Linked DNA regions of Zea mays: region 1 is linked to region 2. The links are chromatin contacts, called in public Hi-C maps. All regions are on one chromosome and are shown on one strand. Each heading gives the region's core, a stretch centred on a gene start, on an enhancer-like site or on the middle of the called end of the contact. The rest is flanking DNA. Distances are from core to core; before and after follow the strand shown.

What was found. A called contact is a pair of places that touch in the nucleus more often than the background predicts.
Region 1: a contact with region 2 is called in a Hi-C map of tassel, with 3 times the contacts expected there. The contact joins two enhancer-like sites. A contact is called at or near these places in 3 of 25 Hi-C or Micro-C datasets (ear, tassel and an unstated tissue).

What each region holds. Positions count from the first base shown.
Region 1 is chr5:180,915,420-180,918,322 of Zm-B73-REFERENCE-NAM-5.0, reverse strand. No RefSeq gene overlaps it. Among protein-coding and RNA genes, the nearest start is that of LOC100276884, 66 kb to the left of the region's middle. Within about 2 kb of position 1,577, at least 18 of the 20 cell types and tissues checked have an H3K27ac peak or open chromatin away from gene starts, as enhancers often do.
Region 2 is chr5:180,546,970-180,549,669 of Zm-B73-REFERENCE-NAM-5.0, reverse strand. LOC541764 (MADS2) reads right to left here. Exons shown (of 8, transcript NM_001111456.2): 5 at 2,610-2,651; 6 at 2,442-2,525; 7 at 2,210-2,364; 8 at 1,882-2,127. The coding sequence ends at 2,109. It also overlaps LOC100272568. Among protein-coding and RNA genes, the nearest start is that of LOC541764, 11 kb to the right of the region's middle. Within about 2 kb of position 1,414, at least 2 of the 20 cell types and tissues checked have an H3K27ac peak or open chromatin away from gene starts, as enhancers often do.

The DNA of each region.
Region 1 (2,903 bases), core at 328-2,827, 370 kb before region 2:
TATTTCGTAAAAATGATATGGAACTAAACCGTTGGAGCTGCAAATGTTTTCTAGCCCTAAGCACTTCAAATCAAATCCTATTTTAATTTTTAGGACTCAAGTATACTTTTTATTGAAGATACTCTAACATCTTGATACTCAGCAACCTCAAAAGAGAATAAGTTTTTTAAGATATAAAAAGGTCTAAGTATGAATTAAAGTAAAATGACAAAAAAAACGTGTTTATATTTACTGTAATTTAATTAAGATATTAAGGGCCTGTTTGTTTTAGCTTATAGATTATATAATCTGGATTATAATCTACATGTAGTTGTTTGGTAGTCTAGATTATACAAATGTAGATTAATAATAAAGACAACAGTATCCTTGTTTCTTTATTTGAGGTGAGGAAACAAGGATGATATATATTGTAATTTCTATTTACATAATAATGAGTAGTGGGTCTTTTGCCAAAATAATCTCAAATAAGCTACTATTGAGGAGATTATGAAATTATCATAATCTGGACTTTAGATTATATAATCTGAATCTATAATCTAGATGTTTGTTTACCTGCTGGATTATTTACGCTGAATTATATAATCTAGAGAGATTATAATCTGAAACAAACATAGCCTGATTATAAAAATATGTTTCCATATTATATGCATTTGAGATATAAATATTAATGATATTTCTGTAAACCTATTTAAATTATTTTATAACTCAATACAAATCTAGAACTGTATTGTGTTGAATTATAGAAATAAAAGAAAAGAAATAAGAAAGAGAAAAACATATAAACACGGGAAACGGGACCACGGGAGACAGGGGGGAGCGGGCGAGAGCAGGGAAGGGGAAGAAGCAAGCGAGGCGGGAGCAGAGCATAGCTTGATAATCTCATTATCGGGCATCGCCTAACCGCCTGAGAAATCAGTCTCCACTCTCTCGCCCCCAAAATTCCCTAGGGATTCACCGATAGCCTCGGTGTCGCCCCGTATTTGCACCACTCGCACGCGGCGGGGAGCATTGCTATTTCCTCTCCTCTCTGTTTTCTCACCTATTAGTATCACCTGGTGTGATTACCATGTCTCTGCTTAATGCCACCGCCTCCGCCATCGAAACCCTAGGCCGCTGGACTCGAAGCTCCCATCGGCGGGGGAGGGGGAGTATGCAGCTGCGGATCTCGCCCAACATGTGCAGCATCACCATCTTCAGCAGCAATGGCGTCGTCGACTCCATGAAGGTGCGTGTCGCGGGGCGAGGACGTTGAACGCGCATTGGCGTCGTCGACTCCATGAAGGTGTTGTTCAGGGCTCGCGGGATTGGGGTCATGGAGCATTGTTGCGTTGGCGATGGATGAATGATGATGAGGGATGATCCACAAAACAAAGACCGTTGGATGTGATTGAGGAAGAAGATGACTGGAGTTAATTTGTTGTGTGATCTTAGTATTGTTTTAAGTGGTGGATATATAGAGCTGATGCTTTGTGGACTTGTTGCTTAAATTTAGCCCACCACATGAAAACATGGCCCATGAAACGCTCCACAAAAGGCTCAATAATGGGTATAAACAGAACCGAGGTTCCTGCGCGAGCCCATGCAGCTAAGCTGGCGAGTGCTGCCAGTCATGCGGCACAGTATCACTACGCGTCTACGCCTCCGCCACAGTCGCTAGCAATACCAATACGAGTACCACACTGCCCAGAGAGCAAGGACTATCTGATCATATAAAGATTATTCTGAGAGCATCGATGTGTAACAAGCTGTGACGAAAAGCAGCAGCACTGGTGGGTCCAGTGCAGTCTTCTGAAACCTTTGAACGACATACGCCTATCTGAGCTTGTTCCTATTTTTTTGCTAACTCAATTTCAAAGTTGATTCAGCGAATTTCAATTAATTTTTCCGATACTTTATGAGTTAAAGATGAGACCTTGTCTCAACTGTGTTGCGAGATCTGTCTAATCATAAAAGACATACTCTATTTATCAGCATTATTGAATGAGATTAAAGCATAAGACTTAAGAAATAAGTAGTTCATAATTCTATCTTGTACCCTATTTTTTTTATATAATTAAAGTATGACTTGTTTTCACTAAATTTGGCGAAAGTTGTTGTACATTTTATTTTGGCCAACGCAAATTTTATTAAATTAGTTTAACAAAGCTTGTTTTCAGAAACTCGTATGCCTCATTTTTTTACCATTCTGGCTAATACTGATTGATGAATATTTGACTATAACCACATCAAGACAAAAGTACAATCTAGCTAAGGACTAAGATGTTCCAAGAAAGAAGAGTGAATTAGATTAATCCAAAAATTCTCTCATAATAATTAAATCCTACCAAATAGGTCACTGTTAGAGAGAAGACTAAACTAGACCACGATCATAAACCCCTTGGACCTTTGGTGGACGTGGGGCAAGCAGGACTGACTGTGACATCTAATTAAAACAAGAGCGAATGTTGTGGTATCGGTATGTATCGCTCCACGCCCAGCCTATCAACCATCCCTCGTTGCGCTATCACTGCACTACCATGTCATCTTCTTAAGGAAAACTCTCCGTTCGCTAGCTACCTCAATGTAGTGTCGAGTTGAACTGATGCTTTTGTGGACTCGTTGCTTCAACTTAGCCCGCCAAATGAAACACATGGCCCATGAAACGTTCCACAAAAGGCTTATTATGGGCAGAAACACAACTGAGCCCATGCGGCTAAGCTGATGACATAGTATCACTCCACCACAGTCGCTACTAATACCAGTAGTCCAGTACCACACTGCCCAGACAGCAAGACCTATCTAAGCATATAAAAATTACTGCGAAGATTTTAGACAAGTTGTTACAGGCTGTGATGAAAAGCATCAGTACTGGTGGTCCGGTACAACGTTCTGATCCTTTGATGAAATTAGCAACTTCGGAGCTT
Region 2 (2,700 bases), core at 165-2,664:
AAAGCCATGCCCGCTTGCGGGCGGACAGCGGTGACGCCCGCGGGCGCCACCCCTACCCTATTGAGGGTGCCGTCTTTGGACCTCTCGCCACCATGTGGCAACCCTCGCCTCAGCCTTCTTGGGGTCTCCCGCTGGTGCTCGTCCGACGTTGGGGCTCTGAGGGTTGGGGCTGCTGGGTTGGTGCGTCGACGGACGACAGTAGGTCTTCGGAGGAAACTTTGCTTGGTTGGTACCAGGCGGGCGGCGACGACTTTTCGACGTCGTTTCTCCTTCTTGAAGGCGCGGCCCAGAAGACCTCTAGTTTGTGTGTTCGTTGGCGTTGTGAAGGCTCTTTGTCACTCCGCTTGGCTCGGTGGTGTCGAGGCCATTGTCGCTTTAGGCGGCTGCTTGCCCCCGGAGTTCGGCGTTGTGGATCTTTGCTCATGGTGAAGAATCGGAGCTGCCTCGTGTGGAGTGTGCGAGGCTTGGCAACGATGGAGCGCCGTGATCTTATTCCTTGCGTCGGTGTCTGGATTTAGGCGTCGTCGAGTTGCTTTGCCAGTGTGCGGCTCGTCTTGGGAAGTCGGAGCTGCTCGTCCCTTGTGTTTGAGCTTGGCAACGATGACTCTAGATGTGTTTGTGTGTGTGAGGCTGTCGTTGTCTAGGTGGTTTGTTAGGGCCTTCGCCGGTTTTTCTACCGTGCGTCCTGTGTAGGTTTTGGGTCCGGTTTTCCTTAAAACTGGATCAATTCTATTCTTCTTAATTGAGAGGCAGAGCTCCTGCCATTATGTTCAAAAAAAAAGGCAACTAGAGCCAGACCTGCTCCACGAAACATACAGACGGCTGCATCTTATATAAGATGGGAAGAGTCCTTGTTGTGGCTTACAAGTTACAATCATCTCTATGGCTTAACCACGAAGTGTACACAACTCTAACGAACTCAATCTAGACTAGAACTGCCAGACCTTGCATCTTTATGCAAAAGTATAGGCTGGTTCAGTTTACAACAAACACACACGCAACCCTAGCAACTCCACAATGCCGGTAAGTTGAGATTGTGCCTGAAGTTTCCAACTGCCGAGTAGACACTCTTTGGTGAATGCATCCTCTATCTGATCCTCTGAACTAATCAAGACATATCCAACAACTTTTGTGCCACCCTTTCATGAACGAAATGAAATTCTTTCTCAATATGTTTAGGCTGATCATGGAAGATAGGATTTGACAACAAATACTTAGCCCCCAGGTTATCGCTTACTGGATGAGCCATCTGTGGATGTTGTATGCCCAACTCAGTAAACAATTTCTGTACCCACATGATCTTGGCGATGGCATTGGTTAGAACTTTGTATTCCACTTCCGTGCTGGACCTGAACACAGTAGCTTGCTTCCTAGCACTTGATCAGATTCAATGTCTCATGCACCTGCACCTGCAATGTCACGATCCTGATGGCTGCCTGTGGAATGACGCCCAGCCCTTTCGACGGTAGCTTCCTTTAGCCCTGATTTGTATAAACCTGCCTAATACTTCAAATAAACACAGGCTTGAGAGTATTTTACATGGGTATAATATTATTTTTCCTGTCGAATCAGGCTGTGCTTTGGCTTTCCCATATGGCCCAACAAATGACCAATACATCTAACTGCATCTTCATATTATATCTGTATCCTACTAAACCCTTGATAACGCTTGAGAGCAATATAAAACTCAACTGAGTGGAAACTAGACTCTGTTTGTACTCCTAGATCGCATCATTGTCCCCTATCAAACCTTTTAGAAACACGTCAAGATGTTCGACAGGGCTGTCTGTCTTCTTTTCTGTTTTCGTAATGCTAGTACACATGGTCAGATATTTATACAAGCCTAACAAGTGTAGTAGCAACATCTGCACCATTTTGAAGTTTTAATAAACGTTTCACATGAGAAAAGTCTCATCAAACATCAAATGCAACTAGAAAGCAATCATCCTCTGAATTCCACGACCCCATTCCGGTCTGAAAATTATTTGCATTACATTTATAAGTTCATATCTCAAATCTCCCTGCCACAAATATGTCTTTCTCTGAGTATCATCTCTTCACAATAAATAGTTTCCTTCAGCATCATAAGACGGCAGTTTTACTCTTCTTCATGGAATTAATTGCAATCTGCATGTGTTTAGCAACTCATTATAGCACTGGTCAACACTAGTTAACCAATTGAAATATATAGAGAGAATAAATGTTATACCCTAGCTTAGGAGCAGTAGATGGCTCAATGTTATTTTGCTGTGGCAGTGTGCTGAGTTCAAGTTGCACAGGAACATCTCTGGTTTCTACTACTGCAAAGTTGAATGGAGTCGGTGACTCCCGATTAACTCCACTTGGTCCTTCAGTCTCATATATCTGAGAACAATTAATATCATGTCATATGTGTGGTTAGGCAGTTACTTAGTGGTATTTTTGTTCAATTCATCAGCTACCTTTTTATGTAACTCATCATTTTCTTGGCGAATCAGGTTGATCTTATTGTACAAGTCTGTATTTTCTTGGTGAAATAAACTTGCCTGTGACCAACAAAGTGGTTAGTCAGTGCTACTAAATCAAATAAAACACATAACACAGAACTATAAATTCACCATATTACAGACCTTTCGATTCAAATCGTGAATCTCATCTATCAAGAGATGGTCCTGTTAAGAGCATCAACAGTAGTAACGATCTTTAGTAATTTATTAAACA